3 separate regions of the Mus musculus genome follow, and all the other regions are linked to region 3. Evidence: chromatin contacts called from public HiChIP or PLAC-seq data. All regions are on one chromosome and are shown on one strand. The core of a region is the stretch at or near the end of the contact, and the rest is flanking DNA. Distances in the headings are between cores, read along the strand shown. Region 1 overlaps Galnt18 (polypeptide N-acetylgalactosaminyltransferase 18). Region 2 has its middle 89 kb from the start of Galnt18. Region 3 holds the start of Eif4g2 (eukaryotic translation initiation factor 4, gamma 2).

The links. HiChIP or PLAC-seq counts read pairs in DNA pulled down with a chosen protein or histone mark.
Region 1: a contact with region 3 is called in an H3K27ac HiChIP or PLAC-seq map of VIP interneurons, with 3 times the contacts expected there. The contact joins the enhancer-like site here to the promoter of Eif4g2 in region 3. A contact is called at or near these places in 2 of 39 promoter capture datasets (the 3T3-L1 cell line and 3T3-L1-derived adipocytes) and 4 of 115 datasets of contacts at active chromatin or transcription factors (VIP interneurons, astrocytes, embryonic forebrain and 1 more).
Region 2: an H3K27ac HiChIP or PLAC-seq map of SST interneurons shows a contact between it and region 3, with 8 times the contacts expected there. The contact joins the enhancer-like site here to the promoter of Eif4g2 in region 3. A contact is called at or near these places in 4 of 39 promoter capture datasets (the 3T3-L1 cell line, 3T3-L1-derived adipocytes and hippocampal neurons) and 2 of 115 datasets of contacts at active chromatin or transcription factors (the NIH/3T3 cell line and SST interneurons).

What each region holds. Positions count from the first base shown.
Region 1 is chr7:111,735,221-111,737,920 of GRCm38.p6, forward strand. All of the region lies in intron 1 of Galnt18 (polypeptide N-acetylgalactosaminyltransferase 18), which reads right to left. Among named protein-coding and RNA genes, the nearest start is that of Galnt18, 43 kb to the right of the region's middle. Within about 2 kb of position 1,346, at least 14 of the 459 cell types and tissues checked have an H3K27ac peak or open chromatin away from gene starts, as enhancers often do. A contact at or near this core is called in VIP interneurons, where this site is marked.
Region 2 is chr7:111,867,898-111,870,597 of GRCm38.p6, forward strand. No RefSeq gene overlaps it. Among named protein-coding and RNA genes, the nearest start is that of Galnt18, 89 kb to the left of the region's middle. Within about 2 kb of position 1,279, at least 14 of the 459 cell types and tissues checked have an H3K27ac peak or open chromatin away from gene starts, as enhancers often do. A contact at or near this core is called in SST interneurons and hippocampal neurons, where this site is marked.
Region 3 is chr7:111,081,778-111,084,477 of GRCm38.p6, forward strand. It overlaps Eif4g2 (eukaryotic translation initiation factor 4, gamma 2), which reads right to left and starts at 1,253. Exons shown (of 22, transcript NM_013507.3): 1 at 1,008-1,253.

The DNA of each region.
Region 1 (2,700 bases), core at 96-2,595, 650 kb after region 3:
TGCAAGTTACCGGCCAGGAGGAGACAGGAAGAAAATTCAGACTCTACACCAAAGGCTAACTAACCCTTTTCCATGCCAGCACTCCCCCCAGACTCTCCTTCTGAGTGAGAGAACACTGACCCAGTGTTCAGCTTTCCTGTGGGGAGAAGAAACTTTAATTACAAAGCTAATTGCAGATTGAGTGCACCTGGTAGTGTGTGTGTGTGTGTGTGTGTGTGTGTGTGTCTGTGTGTGTCTGTGTGTGTCTGTGTGTGTCTGTGTGTGTGTGTGTGCATGTGGTATATGTGTGTGTGTTTGTGTGTGTGTATGTGTGTGTGTCTGTGTGTGTTTGTCTGTGTGTCTGTGTGTGTGTCTGTCTGTGTGTCTGTGTGTGTATGTGCGTGTGTCTGTGTGTGTTTGTCTGTGCGTCTGTGTGTGTGTCTGTGTGTGTGTATGTGTGTGTCTGTGTTTGTGTGTGTGTGTTTGTCTGTGTGTCTGTGTGTGTCTGTGTGTGTGTCTGTGTGTGTATGTGTGTGTGTGTCTGTGTGTGTGTCTGTGTGTGTGTCTGTGTGTCTGTGTGTCTGTGTGTGTGTGTGTCTGTGTCTGTGTGTGTGTCTGTGTGTGTGTATGTGTCTGTGTGTGTGTGCATGTGGTATATGTGTGTGTGTGTCTGTGTGTGCATGTGGTATATGTGTGTGTGTGTCTGTGTGTGTGTGTGTGTGTGTGTGTGTGTCTGTGTTAGCCTTGAGTCAATTAAGAAGAGGCTCCTTTTCATCCATTCTTTCACCAAGATTCTAAGCTTTTAAAGAAAGAAAAGGAAGATGACAAAAAGCAACAAGGTGTCTTGGGAACAGAGCCTCTCCTGGAGTAAGGAGGTGAGGGGGTGTCAGTGTTGTATGTTACAAGCAGGTATGGGCTTCCTATGTGTAAGACCAACAGGAAGCTTGGGCCCTCACCTTCCTACAGGATTCCTGCTGCTCTCACCAGGTTACATGTGGGGCAAAGAAAGAGAATTGTAGGCCCAGACGAGCTTCCTCCCAGCAACTGTTCCCTACAAACGCTTGGTGATATTTTGTACCTGCTTAGAATTTTGTGGGGCTGTATCAGTAGCAAAGAACCTGAGGCTTGGTGTGGCCCACCCAAAAGGACAGGGACATTGTGTGCCCTCCAATTGCAGGAAGGAAGGAAATGGGGATGGGAGGGAGAGGGAAGAGGAGGAAGGGAGGAAATAGACACGGCCACTTCTGGAGCTGTGCTCACAGAATGGCAGTCTGGCTTTCCTGGCCAGCAGCATCCCAGCAGATATGTGGGGCTGACTAGGAACTGGCTGTAGGCAGACACAAAGCCAGCAGGGAAAAGATGGAGTCTGGGCACACTGTTGGCCAAGTGACAACGATGGCAGAGAAAGCATTCATTCCTGCTGGGCACCCTGGTCTGCTCACAGCTGGTTTCAGTGAATGCTGGTTGAGGGCCAGCTATCTCCATTTATCTGTGTTAGTCCATTTTTGTTACCATAACAGAAAACGTGGGGTTGGGAGGCACTTCTAAAGAAGACTACTAAGATCACAGTTTTGATGGCTATGTAATCTAAAAGGATGATACTGCTCTGGTGAGGAACCCTGGGCTGTACTTCCTCCTATCACATGGTCGTGAGACAGCATACATGCAAACAGAGAAGATAAATGGCCAGATAGGAATATAGAAGCATGGGGCAGGGGGCGGGAGGCAGTAAGGACCTCCTCAACCGCTGTCCTGACAACCTGACCTCCAGCACAGGAAACCTTTAGGGTACAGTCACAGCATAGCCAAACCAGGACACTTTTTCTCCAAATGTGACCAGGTTTACAGATGACAAGCTGTCAGCAGTCTTAGCTCCCTCATCTCAAAGAGTGTTCTCCAAGGGCTGAAGGGATAGCAGATCAGCCAGTAAAGCATTTGCTATGTAAGCATGAGGTTCTAAGTTCTGACTTCCACTATACACATAAAAAGCTGAATCCTTAATCATACCGTATCTGGAGCAACAAATACAGGTGACCGCCTAGCGCTCACTGGCCAGACAGCCTAGTCAAGTCGGTGGGCTCCAGGTTCAGTGAGAGACCATGACTCAAAAATAATGTGGAGAGCGATAAAGGCAGATCCAAGTCACACACACACACCACCTCTACAAGCATCCATCTTCCTCACACGCCAACACAAACACTTCATCCACCACATGCACACTAACTTTAAAACTATAATAAAAAGCAATTTTCAAAGAGTAGTTTCCAAATTGGGTTGAGCCGTGTGATGTCTGTCACAAATACTTATGTGAATCCCAATAAGTTAAGCAGACAGGGCAGAGCTTTCCCACACGAGCCAAGCTGAGGGTGGATCGGTCTCCACCTCCCACCCATCAGGCCTCCAACTTGGGAGGCTGCCAGAATTCTCCATGGACGCTGGGCAGAATCAGAAACTACACAGATGAGGGCTCTGCAGCTGACACCCGGAGCCCCAGGCAGAAGGACAGCAGGAAGGTACATCTGATTAAGATCAATTGATGCTATGTCCTTTCTAAATAAACCACCAAGCTCATTCCTACGTGCTCAGAGGCCGTGCCAATAAATGATTGGACAAATCAATTCAGTAAGCCTGGATTACCAGAACTGGTCCACATTTATCCCAGTCCCAGTGAGGACAAAACCTGGAACATTGGGAGACAGGACCATAGAGGATGTGGTTTCA
Region 2 (2,700 bases), core at 29-2,528, 790 kb after region 3:
GGCTTTCCTAGTCCCAAATGGGAAGCTGGCAGGGCTATGACCCCCTGACCATCTAAAATCCCAGTCTCCATGAAGACCTGAAAATGTGTGTGATTGTCTAAATTGAAATCAATATGTTGCTTGGTTGGAAGGCTGTGCAATTGTTGTTGAAGCTTGCATATTATGCTCTAAATGTTTAATCTGGCAGAGGCCATAAAAGACGAGTTCCAGGCCATTTGGAGCTTATATTGTGAACAAGATGGTCGGGAGGCGGCTAAAAGAGAAAAAAATGATCGCAGCCCCAGCGTGTGTCAGAGACAGAGCTATGTGGCTGTGGTACAATACAGAGGTTCTGCGGAGCTGAGCGACAGACTCCTCTGTGCGTGGGGGGAGGCAGTGCTCACAGAAAGATGGTGGGATCTTTCTGTCTGCAGAGGCTCCCTGGGACTTCTAGAAAAAAAATAGAAAAAAAAAAAAAGGATATCTAAGGCAGATACAGTGACTGTGGCAGGCCAGAAAGTCCAGTCTTTCCCTCTTGATGTTTTGAGAGGAGCATTTATCATGGACCACTGGTCAGATTTAATGTGCTATGTACCAAGAGGACAGCTCCTCCCAGCCAAAGCCTGCAGCTGCCCATAAACACCTAGTTCTAGCAAGCTACCCACGAAGCTAATGGGTAATGACAGCATGGGGTGTGGCTCAGGTTAAAGTTTCAGAGGTCAGGAAGTAGCTTTCAGCTTTCCTAACTACTCAGTGTGGTTCTTCCTAACTTCCTGTTAGTCTTCACGTCAGTCGTTTAATGCCTTACAGAGATAGAAGGGAATACTGGTCTACCACCCTTATGGTGATAGTTAAATGAGATCCTTGGCAGTGTGCAGGAAATGGTTCATCAATGATGTCTATTAGTGGCAAGGCTCTGTATGTGCAAAATAGCACAAAACACACATGACAACGTTTCAGTGCCAGGACAGGTCATACCAGCTTTCTCCTTTCTGTGCCACAGGCAGTGGGTACATTCTTGACAGTGAAGGCACCTGGCATTTCTCAAGAGTATGACTTTGGAGGTCTTAGAGAGCAGCAGAATTTGAGTCTTAATCAAGCTCTCTGAAGTGTGTCGGGGCTTATCAGATTGAAATCTCTTTCTGGAAATATCCTCAAAGCACAAGAACAATTAGGGGTTAGTTTCCATCACATACCAGGCCCAGGGCTGCTGCTTCACAGCCATCCACATTGATCTTCACAACACTGTGAATGAGCAAATGGCACAGAGAGAGCAGAAACCTGTCCACAGTCACACGGCAGCCTCGGGAGGATGCAGAGAGCATGGCTTCTATGCTTCGGATTCTAAATTCACTGTTCACTCCACTCCACCACAGCTGTGTTTTATTTATAGACGCATAACTACGAATGCAAAAGAAATATTTAGCTTCCTTAAGAAAGCCTGCAGTTTTTTAGGAGTCTGTAAAATTACCTTGCTCTAATGCATCTATATAGAAACTTACTGCATTAATTACAAATGTTGTTACCTGCTCACTGAACCAAGAGCAAATGTGGAAGATCAGTACTTGGGAGGCTGCGTGACACCAACTGTTTGCAGACCTGCCTCTGCGCCAAGAGACAACACTGTGTGGGCATAAAGATGAGGGGAAAGCATGCATTTGGAGACAGAGAAAGGGCTTCTGCTCCTGGCTTCTTCACCAATCAGTCTCGCGTATGTAGGCCGGCTACTAAGAATCACCGAATCTCAAGATCCTCAGGAAAATCAATGCCTCATTCTGGAACAGGAAGCAGAAAGACTGAGAGTCAGGGAAGAGTTCTGTAAAATGCTTTCTTTTGAACAGGCATGGCTAGTGTTCCTACAACTCACACCAATGACAGCTACCTGCACAAGACCAAGGCAACCATAGTTCCTTCATAGGTAGGGAGGTGACCTACAAGGTCTACCCATCACAGAGGAACTATTAGCACCTAATAACTACTGGGGGAAGAGAGAATAATTCTTCCTTGAGAGTGTGGCCACTGGTAGGTTTCCCATGCTCTAGTGGGCAGCACCACACCCATGCATATATGGGCAGAATTAATTTGACTTAATGGTTTAAATACTGAACAAAAGAAAGCATGAGGTTAGGAGGAGAAGGTGTTGGGGGAGATAGAGAGGGGTGAATAGTAGTATATATGATCATGTTTCATTGCATACATGTATAAAATTCTTAAAATCGGAACAAGCAGTTCTTAAGAGTAATTTCAGGATTCTAGGAGAGGATTAAATGAGATGATATATGTCAGCTAGCACAGTGCCTGGCCATCACAGCATGACACAGTGTGATGTTGCCACTACTCCAGTGAAATTACAAGGCTTCCTCCAACTATTCTCTGCTTAAAATGTGTCACCATTCAAATGAGCACGTGTCATCAGCACAGCACTATGGTGCATCAGCAAGTCCACATTAAGAGCTCCAATCCACTGAGGCAATTGACAGAGAAAGATGTCTATGTGCAACAACAGTAACGCCAGAATTGTTCCCAGTACCAAATGGGAAGTGACCTATGCAATGGTTCCAACAGAAATTGCTAAATTGTAATTTATCTGTCAGATCTAGGAAGAGCCACATACTAAGTGGTTTGGATTCACAGGCCACTTGTTTGCTTTCACAATGACTTGCCCCACCATAGTGTCCAGCAATGAGCCACAGGCAACACAGAAAAGAGCAGCTGTGGTCC
Region 3 (2,700 bases), core at 3-2,502:
AAAACCCACAAATACACAATAAAACCTGTTTAGCCCCGTGGATTCTCTTAGTATTCAAGGATGCAAAGAACAGCTTTTGTGAGAAAAATAAAATGAAAAAAAATCTGGATGCTGCCTAGGAAGCAGCCGTATTATGGGGCCTTTAAAATTAAACAGAAATGCTATCAAGACCGGCGGTGCTACAAGGGATATGTCTGCGGTACTAAAATGGGTGGCCGGGGTGGTGACAGGCCGGCCAGAGCCTCACTACCCGGTGTTGGGCAGCTTTTCCTCCGCTCGTCTTTATAAGCCCTTCCTTTTACACAGGGCGCGTGTGGAAAGCCGCCGGAAGGCCGGGGCCACAACACAACATGGCAGCAGGCACCTCCGCCCCACTCCGCGCGAACAAAAGAGCAGCGAGTTCCTCCCCCAGGCCCAGGCTGGCTCAGCTTCCGAGCGGCGTCTAGCGAGGGCCCAGGCCTGGGCGGGAGGCGCCCCCTCCGGGCCGGCCCTTTGTTCTCCCGCAGGAAGGCGGCCTCCTGCCCACCCGCCGCCTCCACCATAAATCCCCCGGCTGACAGCGCCTCGGCTGCCAAGGCCCACAAAGGGACCGAGACTCGCTCTTGGCGTCGCCCGAGTGGGACATCCCGCAGTAGGGCCACACACCTCCTCCCCGCCGGGAGGCCGGGCTCCGGACTCGTCCGCCTCGCTGGTCCCGCGCCAACGGCCGGGCCCTGCCGCGGGCCGCGTCCCTCCCGCCGAGGCGCGAGGCCTGCCACGCTCGCACGCTGTTCCCGGATCCCACGTCAGGATCCCGGCTGCGCCCGCCACTCGACCGCACGTCAGCCTAGCTCTTCGGTCGACACAGGAAGGAGCGCGGAGGCCATAGATTTCTAAGTAGCCCAAAGGCAGAGGAAAGGCCGCCCCGCCCGGCTCCGCCTGCGGCCGCCATTTTGTTCCACTCGACAAGAAGCGGCCAGGGGCGGCGGCCATCTTAGAGGGCTCCGCTCGGCGGCGACTCCACTCACCTTCACCGAGAACTCAGCAGCTGCCACCGCAGCTGCCTCCTCTGGATCCGGTCGTCGGGGACGGGGAAGGGAGGGGGAAGGGGAACGGAAAACAAAAAAGGGGGAGGGAAGGGGGAGGAAGGAGACGCGGCCGGCTTGAAAGTCTCAGCTCAGAGGAGTAGCTGCTGCAGCCGCCACCTGGTACCCGCCGCCACCTCCATAGAGCTCCGGCTCGCTGCTGGCGCTGAGGCGTGTCTGAAGCCCAACTTATCACTCTGAGGCGGCCGACCCACTAGAGCCTCCCCGAGTGGCTCCTTCGCTATCCAATCAGCAGCCGGGCTTCCGTCCGCTACCAATCCGCGCAGGGCGGCGGGGAGGAGCCAGCGGGCAAGCTCGGTTGCGGCGCAGCCTCGCCGCAGTGCGCAAAGCCATATTCGCGAAGGCTCTGGGGCCAAGCCAGTGGCGTAAGGGCGGCGGGCCGGCGCGCTGCGGGACTCTTGCGTAGCGCCGGGAGCCCAGTGAGTGTGCGCCGCCGGGCCGCCTGGTCTTCCTGGGCCGGCGCTTTGTTCCGGAGTCCCAGCCTCATGCTTGCATAGAAGAACCTTTTCCTCGCCTCTCCTCCCTGACCCGCCCGGGCCTGGCGTCCTGAGGGCTCGGCGTGGCCTTGCGGCCTGGCCTCGGTTTAGCGTCTGGGAGCTTTGCTGAAGAGAGGGACGTGTGCCCATCGATAGGAATGCGTTCTGTTTGTTGGTCCTCCATCTGCAGAGTAACGAGAAAAGGATCAAAGGAAGGGCTTTGTATCCCAGGCTAGAGGCAGCTTTAACTCAAATGCTCGGCCTGCTGTCACCGAGCTTGACCCAGACAGTATACTAGGCTGGCTTGAGAAGTGTTTGCAGAGCGCGGGCATTTGGAAATTGCAAAGTCATTTTTTAAAGTTTTTCCTTCATTTTTAACAAACATTAAAGACGGGCAGCGCAGTGCTTTCATTTTATTTAAGGGCTATATAGGAAAATGAAGCATTTCAAACTATACTTCCAGGTGGTATTTTAAAAGATGGGTTATGTATGTATGCCACAGTATGCAACATTTTAGCTTTCCAAAAATGAAGGTATGTAAACGAGAAATGTCCCATCTCTGTTAAGCATGCATTTTTTTTTTTCAATAAGATGGGTTACTAAACTAAAGCACGTGTGTTTTCAACAGTCATGGCTTGGAATTCATTCCCAAGAGCTGGGTTTTCAAAGACCCAAACGTAATTTGGCATGTCTTGGTGTTGAAAGCCCTAGTTCTTAAATAGAATTTTCAGCAGACAATTGTACTTTCCTTAGTATTTAAGTCTGCTGAAAAGTGTGGCTTTGAAGGTTTATAATTCTAGTAAACTTAGGTCTTTGCCTTAGAATTAATGCTATTAAATAAACTTTCACTTAAACTAAAAACTGTAAAAACCATTTTTATTTGGGGGTTAAGTGTAAAAAAGAAAAGCATTTTTTAGGAGAGGGGCAATTTTTTTCAATATAAGAGATTTTGCTTTGTATATATAACTTGTATGGCTTTATAACTAGTAGAAATATATACTGTGATATTTTAGTTTTTCACAAGTGATTTACATTCATTATGATACACTAAAGACATCTGTGTGCTAGAAACACAGTGGTCCAAAAACTCAATACTCACTATACTAGTGTATGTGTCAAATAGCCACTTGGTCTAAAAC